2 separate regions of the Ovis aries genome follow, and region 2 is linked to region 1. A link is a contact called in public Hi-C data. All regions are on one chromosome and are shown on one strand. Each heading gives the region's core, a stretch centred on a gene start, on an enhancer-like site or on the middle of the called end of the contact. The rest is flanking DNA. Distances are from core to core; before and after follow the strand shown. Region 1 holds the start of HEG1 (heart development protein with EGF like domains 1). Region 2 overlaps SLC12A8 (solute carrier family 12 member 8).

Region 1 (4,370 bases), core at 1,567-4,066:
CCTCGAGAGGCCCTTCCAGCATTGAGACGTGGCTGCCTTGGAAATAACTGATTGTACCTTGTGATACACAGGGGCCGACCAAAAAACGTCCAAAGAAAATCTCAGAGGTTACTAGGAAACTCAAACTCACTGAACATCACTTGATGCAAATTTCTTGTTCATTGTTTCTTTTTTCCCTCTAAGTGACATTGTCTGAGCCACCACCAGAGAAGAAGCACAAGTCCTGCCTGAATCCTCAGCTGCATCAGTAGCTTCTATTAGTTTTCAACAGGTAATCAATTTCCTCTCTTCTACTCTCACCTTCCTTACATTCCACCTGAGAGCCAGCCTGAGCTCAACTGAAGCACAGACACTCCTCGGGTGGTCTCTGTGGAGGGGTGGGAGGAACAGGGGAGATCCTCTCAGGTCAGAGAAGTTTGAGATGCCCCCAGCTCCTGCCTAGCTGCTCTCTGTGGCTCTCATGTGCGTGCCTCTAGAGCCACCACGCACCTGAAACCTCCTTTGCTCTCACCTCCCCAAAGGAATCTTTGCAACTGGAGAGGCTGCAAAGTCAAGACTAGCAGAGTTACCCGCCACGCCTGTGAGGAAGCATGGATCATCTACGGTGGCAGGGGTCCCTGACCAGCAAGGGAGATCAGCCCCAGCTCTCACCTGCTGAGTCCCCTAAGCCAGCTGCCTCCACTGTCCCTCTCTTATAACATCGAGCTCTGTGTGATATGTGAGGATTCTCAGCCACAAGAGAAGGAAGGAGACTTCTGTACCAGTCTCATCCATTCAGGTCCCTCGCAAGTCAGCATCCCTCCCACCCATCCATGAACAAGACCCAGACCCTACAGCTAAGAAAGCCTGACTTCCAGCCATAGAAAGCTGCTTTCAGTTCCCGTACTCCACTTTCATTTAGAGGACTGATACATTTCTGCACAGTATTCTTGGTTACTTTCCTTGTGTGTGAAAACCAGGAAATGTTCTCTTTTATGTTCTTGATTCCTTTCCATGGAACTTAAAACAATGTGCACTGTAAGTCACCTAGAGTTGGAGTCACGGTGAGTATCTCTCCCAGGTCTCTGGAAGCTTCTTTCCCCTCGCTCTTCCCTTTACAGTTTCTCCATCTTGTGCCCGTGATGGAGAAGTTCACAAGGGCAAGGCATTTGCAATGATGAGAGTACTAATGAATGTGAAATTGAGTTTTTACTTGAGGATTTGATTTTTTTTAAGCCTTTTGCTTATTTAGTTAGAGGAAGCATTCCTAGGTGCAATGAAGTAAGCTAACTCCTATCCCAGGAAGTTTGTGTGATATGAGAGACTTAAATGAAGTATCCACTAGGAAGATGAAACCTGTCTTCAGCCTTCACCTAAACTCTAAGACAGTATCTAGTGCTCCAAGTGACCTGGCTTCTCTGGGTAACCCAGGAGAACAGATGCCTTGTGTCACTCATGGGAAGGCAGTGGTTTAATACCACTGCATTGCTGGCTTTGTTCAAAGCACTTTCCACTTAATTTTACTTTCATTTTGTCCCATCATCACCAAGAGGCTGGGAAGAGCGAGAGTCATTACTTCCATTTCACAGATGGAGAGACCGAGATCAAAAGAGGTGACATTCCCGGGGTCACAATGGTACTATGGTTGGAATTCCACTTGGCCCTTAGCATGTCTTCCAGACCCAAAGAAGGAACTGGATACAAAGGTCTGGAGGACAGCAGGCAGATCCCTCTCTGAGTGGACCGGCGGTGGCCGTGTATGGAGCCGCAGCTCATCAGGAAAAGAAAAGGGAGGAAAGGCTGGGGGACAGTCCTGTGTTGGGGTCTGCCCTACAGGGCTTCACCCTGGAACCCCTACCTCCACACAGTCCCTGGATCTCTCTGCTTTGCAGAGAGCCAGTGGAGTGTTTGGTTTCCAACTACATCCTTTGTCTTTTACAAATATCCTTAGGGCTAGAACCCTTTTTTAAAAACTCAGTTATTTAAATTCGAAAGTCAGACTCTGTACCGAGAGAGGCCTATTTCTGTAACCATAGGAAAAAAAAAAAAAAATGGAATTGGGGAATGGGCTGGCCGGATGTTATCACCTCCGAAGTGGGAGAAGTGCTTTTTGTGAGGTTCGGGTTTTTCCTTTTATTTTTAAGGTGGGTGTATACAGGATCCCGGGTCCACCATGGGAGATAAGTTTTCTTCCAAGGGGGTGGGGGGACAACAGGATGGCCACACACCCCCAGGCCAGCCTCCCGCGAAAGCGTCTAGGAAACCACTCTTCCTGGCTCGCTGCCCTCCCTCCGGGTCCACCCGCAGAGTCCCGGCGCGCCCGGCCAAGCGGAGCCCCCCCGGGGGGGAGCGTCGCCCGGGCCTAGGGCGCGGGGATGCGGCCCCGGGCGCGCCCACGCCCCCAGCCCGAGGCTCGCGCGGCGCTCGTCCCCCGCTCTCACTCACCCGCGCTCCCGCCGTGGGGGGCCCGGCTCGAGGGTCCCGGCCGCCTCGCGGCGCCCGGCGCAGGGGCGGTCTGGCGGTGGCCGGGGGATGCGGGCCCGCGGCGCTCCGGGGGCGGCGTGGGCGACGGCGGCAGCTTGCGACCCGGGCTGGACTCGGTCGGCCACGCCGGCCCCGCGCCTGCCGGGGAGGGCGGCTGGCCCCGCGTCCCGGGGGCGGCCGGCGGCGGCAGCAGCAGCGGCAGCAGCAGCAGCAGCAGCAGGAGCGGCGGCGAGGCCATGGTGGCGGCGCCCGCCCGCGCTCACATGCCCGGCGCGCGGGGCGGGCGCGGGGCGGCCGCGGGTGCGAGGGACGCGGGCGGCGGGTGCCGCGCGGGGCCGGGGAAGTGAGCGAAGTGAGGCTGCGAGCGCGGTCCCCGCCTCAAAAGTTGTGGGGAGCCGGGGGAGGGAGGCCGGGGGCCGGGCGGGCGCGGCGGAGGCGGCCTCGGCGCCGCTCCATGCTGATTAGCCCGGGCGGGTCGCGGGGCGGGCGGCTCCTCCTCGGGTTGACATCACCGACCGAGCGCGGCCGGGCCGGCCGGGGCGGGGAGAGGGCAGGAAGGGGGCGGGGGCCGGGCCGCGAGCGCCGGCCTGGGACCGCGGGGGGAGGTCCTCGGAAAGGGCAACCTTCGGCGCGCGCGCACACACACACACACACACGGACACGCACACACAAACACACATATGCACACACGCCCTCCCTTCCCCAATTAGAATTGCCTTGCCAAGTGCAGAAAATTTAGAAAACCCGAGTCTTCCAAATCCGGAACCAGAATTTCCCAACTCCTTAAATGCACAATCAATCGGTGAGAAGCAGGTATGGGTAATGTGATTAGCACTAACTAGATCCTACAAAGTGCTTTGATATGCAGAGCAGTGGAACCTGTGGCCCTGTTCCCACCCTCATTAATCTGAAGTGTCCCCACCACCCACCACCACTTCTCCTCCAGGCCCCCAGGGCAGGGGCTGAGTTGGCGGTGGCCAAGCCTTAACACCTCACCCTTCAGCCAACTGGAGAGTCATCCTACCCAGCTCCCCGCGCCCTCTCAAGCCTGGATTCCATCTCCACCCCACCACTGCCTTTGGCTCACATCAAAGTTCTGCAGAAATGTCATGGCCAGGACACCCAAACAGGCTGCAGGGAAAAGAAAACTGTGAATTCAGACAGGCCTAGGGCAAACTCTATCCAGAAAAGGGCTGTAGATCTCGCATTAAACAGAATAAAGCACAGGGATCCCTAAATTTAAAATGGATACCTTCAGGGGAAAGAGTCAAAGGTTTCATGCAAACAGACTTTCTTGATAAATAAAGGATAAAATGTCTGTAAAATTTTAAGACTAAGCCTCTGCATTTCTAGGTGAAGAAAGGCTCAAAATAAGAGAATAATTTGCTCAAGATTCTGAAGCTAGACCCAAAGATGAAGTGATTTATCTGTGAATGACCATGTGGCATCATTAATTCTGGTCCCACAATTTTGAATTTGCAATAATCCAGACAATGTCTCAACTGAAATGAATGCTGGAGCTCCTTGGGAGTCTCGTCAGTTCTACTGGGGACCCTGTCCGACCACCAGATGCTTGGGAAGCTATGAGTGTGGACTTCCCTCTCAGGCCTGTCTCCACCCTGATTCTCTGCTCCTTTCAGTGGCCGTCCCTGAGCCCCATGACCCACCTTGAGGGTAATGAGCAGATCTTGGTATCCAGGACAGCTACAGATGGACCCAGACCCACTCTCTGGTGATTCAGTCAAAGTGAGTCACTTGGTAGAAAACATGAAGGATGCTCTGTATATACAAGCTCACCTTAAACTGTGGAGTGAGAAGTTAACAACTTGGTTTTATTTTGTTTTTAAAGCACCACAAAACCAACCCAGCTTTCCAGGGCTCTCGCGTGGAATTACCAGGCCTTTCCA
Region 2 (4,361 bases), core at 1,532-4,031, 110 kb after region 1:
GCACTTTGATTTTACTAGTAATTTGTCCACACATTTTCATCAAGTATTTAATGTTGACCTAAGCAAGCATCTCCACTCACTGCAAACAAAAAAATCCAAGAGGAAAACTTTCAAAGCCACAGTTTCTCCTCGGCTGCAACCCTTCCTTCCTTCCTCCTTCCCAAGACGGTCTGACTGAACTTGAACCTGACCCCACCCTGGGCTGGGCTCTCCACGCAGGCATTGTGGTTCCTCCCGCCAGCTGCAGCCTGTGCAGACAGAATACCTGAGACCTCGGCCAAAACAGGAAGGCCGGCGCCTCTCTGAAGGGAGGCCTGGGGAGTATCCATCTCCCAGGCGACTGCAGATAAGAGATGAGGGGGCCGGGCTTGCCACACCTCCGGTTATGTCCCAATCAACCCATCTGACCCAGTCAACTCATCTGATTAATTGTTCATTCATTCACGCAACACATGAATTGAGTACCACTGGTTTAAAGCCCTGAACTAGGGCTTGGGTACAAAGGTGATTGAAATGAACCCCTATCTCAGGGGCCCCCGTGCTCTGACAGCCACTAAGGTGCCTGGCAACTTGCATGCCTCTGGGGCCCCCAGGGAAGCCTCTGCAATCCCAGAGTAGATCCCTCAGCAGGGTCCCTGAGGCAGTGGAGGGCTTGAGTAGGAGAACGGGCAGATGATCACCGGCCCAGCCCTCTCCTGTGTCTCACCTCTCCCTTAGCACAGAGGGGGCCTGCAGATGCAGGTACACCTTCCAGTCACAAGAACACATCTTGTCACAGACTAATGGCAGGCTGGCTGTGGTGAATAAACTTTTCAAGACTAAATCACCAACACCGCCCAATTCTGGATCCTCCAAAAGCCTGCTCAGTACCAGTCTGCAATGAAGCATGTCTTTAACTAGACAGTAACTGGCTTCTATCTACAATGGCAGAATCTTGTGTTTTACAGAGGGGGTATTAGGGCAGTAAAAAGGACCCCAGACTGGGCCAGGAAACCCCCATATAGTAATTCATTCCAAGATCCAGCCATGAATAGAGGTAGAGGGGAGGAGGAAAGGGGATTAGAGGAGGAAACAAGAAAATGAGGGAGGGAAAAAAGGAGTCAGAAAGAGATGGTGGTGTGATGGGGGGGTGGTGGATAGCAGGAGAAATCTAAAGAGGCTTAAAATGCTACTCGCTGCTTCGCATTCTCTTAATGTCCATCAATTCCAGTAGATGGTTTGATGCTCCCAGCTGGGGTCCTGTGGACCTCATACATTTCTGAAGTAACACAACTTCCCAAGAAATCACCTAAGAAAGTGACTGAAGTCCCCACCCATGCTCGGGTCAGGCTGTCTGAGGCTGACAATGTGGAGGGCAGAGGAATGAACATCCTGGCTCCCAGACTGGCCTCACCCAGTGCTCTCCAGGAAGAAGGGTGGTGCCTGAGGACCAGAGGGGAGTGTCCAGCTATGTAGGGAGCAGCCCCCAGCCCTGACCCACACCAGGCCCTGCCTTGAATTCGGTCCTGGTCAGCTAGCTTGTCTCCTGTCTCTGTCCCTGGTGGCCTTTGGGAACCACATTTTAGCTGCTGCAGCACCTGGTTCCAGCTTCTGATCTTGCCTCACAGTCCTCCACCTCATCTCCTGCTCCCCCAGCAAGCTCTGAGCCCTCATAAAGGCCCAAGTGGGCTCACAGAGGCTGGCAGGGCCTCAGAACCCCTTGATCCACAGGAGAAGGGGAGCAGTAGAGAATTCTTGGTGGAAGAGAACATTCCTACCACTTTCCTCCCAGGCTATGCCCAGAAAAGCACCATGGAGCAGCACTTTGGAGCCCAAGCTCAGAGTTCAAAGCTTAGCTGAGCCACTGACTTTGCAGCCTCAGTAAAGCTGCACAACCTCTCAGGACTTTAACTTCCTCATCTATAAAATGGGGATCACCATCTGACCCAAAGCACTAGGCTGTTTCAAGAATAAAATAAAATATATGTGAAGTGTCTGACCCAGAGCTGGTGCTCATTACCTCCATACACACAAACAAGCAGGTTCTGCCACATAAGCGCTGGTCAAGGGAGACACAGAGGAAGGAGGGACAAGTCCTTGTTCTGGGGCTAAGAGCTCCTGTCCCTGCCCTGAGCCCATTCCCAGAGCAGTGAGATCGTCAGACCAGTCTCCAGGATTCTGCCACCCTGAGCAAGTGAGGTCTTGGCCCGTCACATTTGGTTTTTATTTCACTGAGAACAGAGCCGAGCCTACATGAGCAGGGTTCTCAACCCTGGCTACATGTGGGATCATCCGGAACACTTGAAAATACACACCAACGGCCCGTCCCAGCTGTGCTGATCCACTTGGTCAGGGATCCACTTGGGGCCAGGGATTCTTCTTTTTCTCCCCACGAGGATCTCCCAGTGTTTCTAATGTGCAGGCAGGGTCGAGAACCCCAGGGACAGAGGCTGGGAAACTCATTTAAAGAACTCATCAACAGGGCTGAGAAGACATTGTTCTCTCAGCTGGACCAGGAAGGGGGCTGGGTACTGAGGCCTGAGTTCTTGGAAATTGTTTCACCTCTCTGGGCCACTGTCCCTGCATCTGTGAGATGGAAAAAACAACCCTGCCCAGCCTCCCCTACAGGGTTACCTGTGAGGGTCACGCGATATGGTGTGTGTACTGCGCCACCTCTTAAGTGAGACACCAGGACCTCACAAACCACTTGACATCAGGTTTCCTCCTGGTCCCTCCGTAAGCAGAGAGTAAAGGCTGAGGGAGCCGCCCTGGGACAGGGCTCCCCAGAGCGGACAGCCAGAATCACGACTCCACACAGAGGCCATCCTGGGTACTGCAAGGCCCTTCCAGGCAGCCCTTCCTCCCCAGGGCAGGAAAACCCTTCCGCTTCCCAGCAAGGGCACGAAGCCCTGCGGAGGGAGAGGAGCCCGCCAGGAAGTCGGGAGGGGAGGACGATGCAACAGGGTCATGGGGGCAGCTGGGCAACTGTCTTCATCTCAAGAGGAGAATGGGGGCCCAGGGAAAGGGGGGCCCTGCGCTGAAGTTCCAGGGTAAGGGTGTCCCCACACGGGCTTTCATCACTGCAGGAGGGCTAAGAGGCTGCAGTATGGTGTCACTATCTCACACTCAGCGTACTTGTTCCTGCACACTTACTCAATGTCTACTACCTGCCAGGACCTTAAGACCACCCAGGAAGACCCCAAAGCTCTCTTCGGTAGCCACAAGTCCAAGCCAACAGTGAGTTCCAGAGAACCGCAGAGGCATGGGTGTGCTCATTACACCCTGAGTGGAACAGGGAACAGTCACCTGAAGAGTTTCTGGGGTGAATTCTTAAGGAAAGAATATACATCTTTAGCCTACTCACTTTGTATGTTTGGAATTTTGTCAGAGTTTTTTTTTTTTTTTTTTTTTTTTTTAATCCCAAACAGCGAAAATTGTCTCTTCTGGTGAAATTAATTTCCATCTTAACAAATACAGCTCTGTTGGCTTCAAAATCAGCACGCCCTCCCCAAACAACTTCCACCCATCCCAGAGCTTCACCTACGCGTCCGCACCGCTTATGACTGGATCGCCAGATCTTCACTCACCTCTTACATTCCCACACCCCTCACCGCCCCCGCCGCGCCCCCCAACCCCCACCCCGGCCCTGCTCCTGCCAGATCCCGTGCAGGACACTAGTCAGCCAGCCCAGCCAGCCCGGGGGTCAGCCTTGTCTCTTCCGCCTGCACCGCCTCTCACCATCTCGATGATGAGATGCCTCTCACCATCTCTCCTTCACCGGCCCCTCCCCCACAGCAGAGGGCTGCATCACCATTACTTTTCTGGGTTACCAACAACAGCCTCTCAAATCGGGTTTCTGCCTCCATTCTGCACCCCTGTCTCAAGCCACTGGTCTTCTAAAATATAACAATACTATCACATTTCCCAGAGTCTCAAGGAAAGCCCAAGTCCCTTGGCGCAGCAGACAAGGCCTTTGGTGAGCCGGCACTGCCTGTTCCCCACCACCCCCAACCCCAGGCACCCTCGCTGTATACTCTCTTGGGTCTTTGTATAAGCTTCCCTCCCTGTAAGATTTCTTTCCTTCTCTTCTTCTAAACCCTGTATTCCTGCAACAATCAGCTCAGGGGGAATCTCTTTTCCTGACTCTCAGGCTGGGTTGAGAGCCCACCACAACCCCAGGTTCCCTGTGTAAACCCCTGTCATGGTACTTTCCACAACCTAGTAACGGCTTACTTGTCTGCGTCTCTGGTGACACTGTGAGCAATTAAAATGAATGAAATGGTAAATGTCATAACACAGATAAATCTCACAAATACCTTGGGTGAAAAAAGCCAACTGCAAAATAACTCATTCATCCACAATTATTTATCAGGTGAAAGGAT

What was found. A called contact is a pair of places that touch in the nucleus more often than the background predicts.
Region 2: a Hi-C map of tail adipose tissue shows a contact between it and region 1, with 3 times the contacts expected there. The contact joins the enhancer-like site here to the promoter of HEG1 in region 1. A contact is called at or near these places in 3 of 16 Hi-C or Micro-C datasets (muscle, omental adipose tissue and tail adipose tissue).

Annotation. Positions count from the first base shown.
Region 1 is chr1:190,346,688-190,351,057 of ARS-UI_Ramb_v3.0, forward strand. It overlaps HEG1 (heart development protein with EGF like domains 1), which reads right to left and starts at 2,817. Exons shown (of 17, transcript XM_060404378.1): 1 at 2,425-2,817. The coding sequence starts at 2,701.
Region 2 is chr1:190,460,195-190,464,555 of ARS-UI_Ramb_v3.0, forward strand. The region is part of intron 5 of SLC12A8 (solute carrier family 12 member 8); the gene reads right to left. Among named protein-coding and RNA genes, the nearest start is that of SLC12A8, 59 kb to the right of the region's middle. Within about 2 kb of position 2,782, at least 9 of the 54 cell types and tissues checked have an H3K27ac peak or open chromatin away from gene starts, as enhancers often do. A contact at or near this core is called in tail adipose tissue, where this site is marked.